Regions from separate parts of the Gossypium hirsutum genome. Here region 2 is linked to region 1. A link is a contact called in public Hi-C data. All regions are on one chromosome and are shown on one strand. The core of a region is the stretch at or near the end of the contact, and the rest is flanking DNA. Distances in the headings are between cores, read along the strand shown.

What was found. Hi-C and Micro-C count contacts between places; a contact is called where the count stands out from the background.
Region 2: a contact with region 1 is called in a Hi-C map of leaf, with 2.5 times the contacts expected there. The contact joins the promoter of LOC107901011 here to the promoter of LOC107900983 in region 1. A contact is called at or near these places in 12 of 34 Hi-C or Micro-C datasets (callus, hypocotyl, leaf and 1 more).

The regions. Positions count from the first base shown.
Region 1 is chrD06:17,326,547-17,331,156 of Gossypium_hirsutum_v2.1, reverse strand. LOC107900983 (F-box/LRR-repeat protein 15) reads left to right here and starts at 1,974. Exons shown (of 18, transcript XM_016826794.2): 1 at 1,974-2,760; 2 at 2,848-3,070; 3 at 3,172-3,304; 4 at 3,667-3,766; 5 at 3,856-4,053; 6 at 4,137-4,407; 7 at 4,489-4,587. The coding sequence starts at 2,414.
Region 2 is chrD06:17,629,085-17,633,694 of Gossypium_hirsutum_v2.1, reverse strand. LOC107901011 (E3 ubiquitin ligase PQT3-like) reads right to left here and starts at 1,782. Exons shown (of 15, transcript XM_041095896.1): 1 at 1,455-1,782; 2 at 702-768; 3 at 536-605; 4 at 40-167. The coding sequence starts at 1,623.

The DNA of each region.
Region 1 (4,610 bases), core at 725-3,224:
TAGTTATGTGATCTAAGATTACATATACTATTGAGCTATCAACATTTGTTATATCAAGTCTCTTTAAATATGATTTCGAATATGAGTATCATAAATAAAGAAAATAATATTACGAAAATTTTACTTATATTTAAATATTTATCTTTACTTGACTTCAAATTTTTTCGAGCACAAAAAATCTCATAAAAAAATATATTATTGAGCTGAATTCAATTCTACTTATAAAGATATAAACCTCTCACCCTAAACATAAAATATCTGTTTAATTTGATTAATCATAATGCGCCGATGGTTTTTTTTTTTGAATAATCGTAATAACAGATAAAGAAAAAGTGACCCAAAAGTTGTGGGTTGCACGTGCGATTTCATCTTTGAAAATCTACCTTGATGGAAAAAAAAGTGACTTTTTTAGTCAATAACCAGTCTTGTCTTGTCATCATAAAAAAACACGAGTTTTCTTTTTTCATTTTTACCAATTTAATTTTTATTTTCCACAACGATCCATTCAATTGTGTTTTTTTACTAGTAAATATATATTTTTAAACTATTTGATAAATATATCTTTTAATAAATAAATATTAAAATATTAAAATATACTTTAAATCTTAATACACTTAGTACATTTAAAATTTAATTTTACTACTTTTATTTTAAGAAATTTAACCCTTTTATCTTTTAGAGTTAAAAATTTAAATTCTATTATTATCATCATTAAAATTCTTTTATTAAATTAACTTATTTGTAATTTTGAAATTAAAAAAATACTTAATAGTCATAAGTGATGGAGCCAAAAATATTTTTTTAGGGTTAAAATTAAATTGTATATTTTTACGATAGTAAAGATGTAATTTACCATTTTAATAGACTATATATTTATAATTTTTAAAATATTAAATAAAATTTTTATTATTTTTGAGGGGTCAAAGTACAATTTTACCATTACTAATTTAAAATTTTATAAATTATAAACTATCTAAATAGAAAATTTTTCATTTTAGGGGAGTTGGGGCCCCTACCTGGCCTTGCCATTGGTAGTCATATAACAAAAAAATAGCATTGAAAATGCCGAAGTAGATTTTTTCATAAAAATACCCCACACTACAAAAATAGAGGGACCAAACTACATAAAAATTGAAATATATATATTGAATATCAAGTTTCAACATAGTAAAAAGGGTCAATGAAATTTGACCATTATCTTAATACTAAAAAAAGGGCAAGTCAAACCCAAAAGAAATGAGAAGCTAACATTTTAATCGAAAAATTAACATTACTAATTATTTGGAGTAAATAATAGTATTATAAAAATATAGTGATCAAATAGTGTTAGAAATTAAAATATAAAGATTAAATATCAACTTTAAGCATAATAAAGGGACTAAAATTGAATTTTAACCATATTTAAAATGTCAAAAAAACTGATGTGACACATGTCAGTTTTGGGAGGCCCTTATAGTTGTCTAGATTTAAAATGTAAAAAACAAAAAAAAAAAACGGTGGGACACGTGTTGGCCTTCCTTTTACATATAGTTGTATGGATTTAACTTCTATGTTTAAATTGATATTTATATGCTTTAAAATTGATACTAATTTTAATTTTCATCACACATTTTAATTCAATTTTATAAGTTGGTTAAAATTGAAAATTGTATTTCATGTTATTTTTCCATTAAAATTTGCTATTAGTTTTTATATTTAGACTAAATTTAATATTTAACTCCTATACTTAAAAAGTTTAATATTTAGTGCTTCTATTTTTATTTAAAAATTTCAATTGTAAATATTTTTGATTAAAATTTATCAACTTACAATTTTAATTAAGTTGTTCTAGTATGATATGAAATATGATTAATAAAAAATTTAAATTAATAAATATTGATAAATATGATTCTGTTTAATTTACAATTTTTAAATTAAAAATGTAAAAAATTAAATTTTAACTTTTAAAATATAGATACCAAATCTCAAAATCTAGACAAGAGAGGTAGTAACAATAATTTTAACCTATTTTTCCTTAGCAAAATTTAAGCATTGGGTTCTTCTTTTTTGGAAAATCAATTAGCGCCGGTCCATTTGTTTATTTTCATGCTTGCTAAAAAGAAGTGAATTTTACTTTACTAGACCAGATCCGGTGATGTTCGCTGCCCTCTCTGTATATTTTACATCTCCGTCTCTTGGTTCGTATGTATCAATCGATTCTTCTTTGGATTTTCTAAAAGATTGAACTTTCGAAATCTTTTTTTTTTTTGAAAATTTTCTAGGGTTCCTAAGAGGCCGGAGCTTTTTTTTTTGGGGGGGGTGGATGATGGAAGGTGGAAGGTGGTGAGTTAGGGGTTTATATTGTTTTAGTGGAGGGTTTGGTGCATGAGGATTTAGTGCTGCCTTTGCTTTATCGACGACGAACTAGACAACCATGAAGGAAGGGTTTTTGGCAAATGCTGACGACATTGAGGAGAATATTGTAAATGACGGCGATGAAGAAGCTCCCGCCAGTGTCACCGTCGCCCCAGATCGATTTGCATTCTCCCTAAACAGAACACTTAATAGTCGACGACAGAGAGACGAGACATTCCTGTTGTTTGAAGAAATGTCCGCCGCCATGAGGTGCGGTGGCAATTGGGTTGATGCTAAGTGGCTCCCATTGGTTGGCTGCTCGCGTCCTTCCCAGGGTGAGACTAGCGCCTCCGCTTCAACTGCCGTTGAAGATTCTGACTACCATGATTCGCACCATAAACGAGCCAAAGTCTACACTGTTTATCAGTGAGTTAACTGGACAAATGTAGGCAAAATTAGTTAAGAAATTAAATTTTTTTTGCGGTACTTATTCTGCAAAGTTTTTCATTGCAGCGAGAGCACCTCTTACTCATTAGCACCGAGAGAGTATAATAATAACCAATGCTCATCGATTTCATCCAATAAAGGGGTATTTTATCACAATTTCATGTTGAATAGTGGGAGTGATGGGCATCGTTTTGATGGTAATGGTGGGAAAGATGAGGAAAATGAGGGTGATTTGAGAGCTGAAGATTCTGAAATTCGAATGGATCTGACTGACGATTTATTGCATATGGTAGGCAGTTTGTATAATCTACATTATATGTTAGTTTTTTTTTATAATTTTTGTATTGTTTAATCTTATTGAACCGTTTTGTTTGTTTTTCCTGTTTTCAGGTGTTCTCGTTCTTGGATCATCGTAATCTTTGCAACTCAGCCATGGTTTGTAGGCAGTGGCGATCTGCTAGTGCTCATGAGGATTTTTGGAGGTGTTTGAACTTTGAAAACCGGAGTATATCTCTTGAAAAATGTGAGTTTTAGATTTGCTTAATATCTTTACTTCGTTTTCATTTGGTTTATACAGTGTATTCCAAGCAAATGAAGTTTAGAAATTGCTTAAATTTGAGACTTTCTTTTTTCAGATAAGAAAACTATATGAGTATGCAATTATATATCAGTTGCGCTTTCATCTTTTATAAATTTAGAATTAACATGTTTGGTGCTTGCTTCCTGAGCAAGATAATACTCACGTCATATGTTACAGATCTTCACAAATAGTTCATTCTCTATTAATTGTTTGTTGATTACATTATTTTGCATGAGCAAAAGTGGTCCATTGTTGTGAAGAAATTTGATGCTGAACTGCAATAATGTTGCATTTTGATTTTGCAGTTGAGGACATGTGTCAACGATATCCTAATGCCACTGAAGTGAATCTGAGTGGAACTCCAATTAGCCACCTTCTTGTTATGAAAGCTGTCTATTTGTTACGGTAATATTTTGTCACTATATTTTATGTTCTCTAATGAAATGAATTTTGCATAGCCTCCTGTTAATTTGAATAAATTTTCCAATTGGCAGAAATCTGGAGGCTTTAACATTGGGAAAAGACCAACTAGGTGATGCTTTTTTCCATGCGTTGACCGAGTGTAGTATGTTGAGGAGTTTGGATGTGAATGATGCTATTCTTGGTGATGGTGTTCAAGAGATACTTATTAACCATGATCGATTATGTGATCTGAAATTAACTAAATGCCGTGTGATGCGTATATCCATCAGGTGAAACAAAGTCTTGATTTGATTTTAAAGTATATCGTGATATCAATCTGGTCATCTCTATGCTGACATCTGATCTTTTGCAGGTGCCCACTACTAAAAAGTTTATCTTTGAAACGCAGTAATATGGCACAGGCAGCCCTTAATTGTCCTCTTTTAAATCTGCTTGATATAAGTGCTTGCCACAAACTTACAGATGCAGCAATCCGTTTGATAGTGACTTCTTGCCCCCAATTAGAGTCTTTAGACATGTTAAATTGTTCTTGTGTTAGCGATGAAACATTGCGGGAAATAGCTCTCACTTGCTCTAATCTCCATGTTCTGAATTTGTCATATTGTCCTAACATATCACTTGAGGTCTGTTTTTGCAAATGGCTAATTTAGATCTAATTAGTGTTGCTTTTTGGGTTTATTTGATCCATTTACTTGTTTATGAAGTCTGTAAGACTACCAATGTTGAAGGTTCTTAAGCTTGACAACTGCGAGGGTATCACTTTGGCTTCAATGGCTGCAATAGCTTATAGTTATAAGTTAGAGGTTTGAATCTTTTTTCTCGTGTA
Region 2 (4,610 bases), core at 533-3,032, 300 kb before region 1:
ATTAATGCATTAAAGAAACTAGAAATGAAAGACTGATACCTTTTTAATTTGAAATGAGTGTCCTCATCATCAATACAAAATCTGAACTCAATATTGCAAGATAAGTTCCCCTCAGTTACAGGGCATATTTCTGCCCCGAAGTCATCAAAGTTGACAGTTTCAGTATTCTGTAAAATAAATGTCATCATTTAGAAAAAAAAGTTCTCAACTAAAATAAGTAGGACAGCTTATCTTAAGGTCTACAAGTATTATTTACAAGAAGTGTTTGTGGTTCTTCATCCATCTTGAATTTCATTAACTTAACAAAATTGTAGTAGAATAACTATATTAAAAGGCAGCAGTGAACATGGTGTAAAAGTTCAAGCAATTAAAATATAGAAGACAGCATAAAACATTCTCATCTCATTACTCGTAAATAAAGAGAAAAGTGCAACAATAACAATTCTAAATCTATTTATTCATATCAACATAAAATTATGTGATTAAACATCCAATATGCAATTACTATATCAGGGGTTGCAAAAATAAAACTCACCTGAAGATGAGAGGTTTTGCTCATTTTCTCATCCGGGGTAGCAAAAACTTTGCATGAGCCTAAGTGTGCCCTGAAGATAGTCATCATTCATAGGTAAGGAACCAAGATAGGATGCCACATAATAAATTTTGTATCTAAAATTGAAGTCAACTGAGAGAGCACTAACCCTGCAGGAACTCTCTTTATGATCACACTCGAGCCACAAGGAATTTGAAAATCTTCATGCACGTAAGCTGTATCCAATCCATCAAGCAGACAAAGTAGTTGTTAGCAGATCTGACTGAGTGACAGCCTATGCTGGAACCCATGTAGTTAAAGCAAGTGACTAGCTGCTGTGTCTTAGAACTAGACAACAAAAGCGCCTCAGACTATTTGGGTCGAGGCACAGGCATTTCTATAAGGCACTTGGAGCAAAAACAGCCTGTTTGATTGAAGTCTTTAATTTCTTTAATTTTTATTTCTTCATTGATTTTATATTTAAGAGTAAAAAATGGATAATATCAAACTCTTCAGGTCTCATTATTTGTGTATTCAATAACAAAGACAACCATAAAAAAATCATGCATATTGACCAGAAAAACAAAAAAGAAAATTCTGCATATGTAAAATAGAAACTGGACTACATCAAAGTAATATATTAAGCTTATTTATAATAAAGTGCAAACACATACATATTCATCTTTCGCTTACTTATGCGCTATAGTCAATATAAGGATTCTAGGGCTTAGTGCGTCTTCTCTCCTAGATAACACTGGCTACAAAAGCTATTCAATCCTCCATACGTATGAATCCAATTCCATGTAAATCATTAGCTCGCTATAACTATAAACTTGATTTATACGATCGATTCGTACATAACTTGAAGCGAAAGCAACCAAACAGATAATAAAATTAAAGCAGACAGAAAGCGGGAGGTAACCTTGACCGGAGATAGGATCGGAGAAGAGAAGATCGAAATCTTGGAAAAGATTAAGTTTCTTGTTTTGGACGATACTGGATTTGAGATCACGAACGGAAATCGAAGGCTGGCCTCCAATGTCGACCGAATCGTAATTGCGCGAGCTTCTGAATTTGAAGTGGACCGACATGGCTGAGATGGAATCGGCGAGTTCAATTAGGAACTCAGTTATCCGGAATAATCTCCAGAAAAGAGGAAGGAAGGGAAAAGGGAGATGTTGTTGTGCGTCCGAATTGTGAATCTCTTTGCGAGAGAATTTGGGGATTCTGTTCGTTTTATCAAGTGTGAATCCAAACGGTTTTTATAGCGCGGCGGGTACGACAAGATTACCACGGGCGAAGTGCGTGACATTGGCACGAATGTTTAACTATACACCTGTTGGGTTGGGCCCGATGCGAAAAATGATTTTTGTAATGTCTACGATTGCTTTTAAATTAATTTTGTTAAATATTTTTTTAGAATAAAAATGAATTTTAAAAAACATTTTTACCGTGTGTCAAAATCTAAGTAATTTAATTAAAATATATATAACAGAAAAAGTAAAAGACATTTACCTCTCAGTCTTGGTGTAAAATACATTTCTCCATTGAAAACTATTCATGATTGCATGATTGAAAAAAAATCACATAAACTCTTCCATTCATATCTATTTACTAAATATTTAAATGAAAACATAACTAAACCTTTGTCATTATTTTATTTTCTATTTAATTTTATTCAATTTTTTCATTTTTAATTATAAAATAATGAAAATCCATTTACTTTAAAAATTATATTCAAATACTTTGAAATTAAATTCAAATTGAATTATATTTTACTTCTAGTAAATCTAAGTTGTCTGAATTTATATTTAACTCAATTACTTTAATAAATTTCTTTAATACATTTTTATAATTATTTTGGAATGCTTTTCAGGGATTTGGACATGCCCAAAACATAAAACAAGGTTATAAGGCTTAAAATGCTCAAAATTTAAGTTGTGCAGGTGCAGGGGCTACAAGTCTCGATACTTGAACATCAAGTCTCAAGACTTGGCTTGAAAGTTTTGAGACTTAGGTCTAGAACCGTAGAATTTTGATTTCGATGTTTGTAAGTCTCGAAACTTAGGTGTAAGTCTTGAGACCTTGGACCCCTAGAGTAGAATTTGGCTGAAAAATACTTCAAATCAACTCTAAACATCATCAAAACAAGCTAATAAGTTCCCAATTCATTTAAAACCCATTTGAAACTCAATTAAACAAAATTATAATCATACACGTGCTCGAATAGAGTAACGGAACAAAAGCTTCCAAAAGGAGATATTAAAAGAGTTGAACTTTACAAATAGCTTTACATTTCAATTATAATAAATGTGATTGTGTACATGCCAAGGTACAACACCAATTACAACTAAATTAATCAATTACAATCTTAAACTTAAGTGGTAATGCAATGCTCCCAAGTCAAGGGCACCATCTTCTCAATAGTCTAAAACATATGTGTTTTAAACAATTAACACATTAAGCTCAAAAGCTTAGTAAGTAACTATTGTAACCTACTTATCCTATATTTTATTTGTGTTAAACCCATCTTAAACACATTATATTAATACTTACTCACAACAATTTAGCACTACTAACGAATTAGCTAAGTTAATCGACTTTTAGGGCTCAACTTACATTTTCGTAGTTTATTAGCCTATGACATTATGAATTTCACGTTTAAGACTTTCATAAGTGGTTCATGTAGTATTAATCCTTTACCTCTTAGTTTAGGAATACTTTCATATATATACATACATGTATCCATACATATTATTCACACATCAAATTTTCATTTCCTATAACAACCTAGTTTCCAGTGGTATTAGAAAATGTGATTTTGAAACCTCGTTCCTATCAATCGAGTCCATAAATATTAAATAGTGATATTTATGGAGTTAATATAAAGATATATTGACATTAAATTAAGTAATTTAGCCGAAAATATGGTTAATTAAGGCTTAGGGACTAAATTGTAAAAGTTCAACCACTATATAATTTTAATTAGGAAAAGGTTTGGGGACCTATATAAAAATTATCCAAATGAATAAAATGGTTAATAAACCAATTTTAGTTGGATGATAGTGGATTGTAATGATGATTTGCATTAAGATTAAAATAACAATTAAAATAATTTAATTAAATAATTAATAAAAGGTTAATTAAGTTAATTAAGCATTAAGCTTAGTATATAAGCTAAAATAAGTTGAAGCTTTCATATTCTTTCTTTATGTCACCGTAGCCATTAGAAAACAGAAGAAGAAAGCTTCAAAATTTCTTAAACAATCAGCCAAAATTCAAGTCCCTAAGTTATTTTATTTTGATTTTTATAGATTTATGATTATAGGAGCTTGATTTAGCTAGCCCATGTATCAATTTGTTCAATTTTGAGATTTCGATAGGTTTTCATTATTGAGAAATTGATAAATTAGGCTTTAAATTGATAGAAATAAAAGGACTAAATTATAAAACTTAATAAGCTTGATTATTAGCTTTGTTGCATTAGGGACCAAATTGAAATTATGCTATGGATAAAAAGTATGGGGTCCCTAATGAGTAAATATGAAATCAGATTTTAATCTGAAGATTTATATCAAAAGTTATGCTTATCCCGGATTTAGGGACTAAATTGAATAAATTGCAAAATATGCTTGACTTTGTATTTTATAGTGAATTGGATTGGAATTTATATTGCTTATTTTGTTGTGTTATCATATGTAGCTAACGTCAAAGCTGAGCCATCGAGAGGGAAAAGACAAATGAGAGTTGTCGACGAGAGACGCGAGACCCCCGGTTTGTACTTTTATGATTTGGGATTGATTTCATTGTTTGCATATACATGTTAATTGAAAATTTGGATATTGAGGTGAGTATATCATGATCGTATGAATTGAATTGGTGTGATATATATTGAATATCAAGAAAGTGGGTTGAATTTAATTGTGTGACGGTATTGAATGTGAGATTGTGAATTCGGGAACCCTTAATGACATGTCATTTGTATCCATAGAATTTCCAAGGTTCAAATGGGACTTGGTACTTATTGGATATGTGATCAATACTTACACATGAAAATTATATATTTCACATACATATC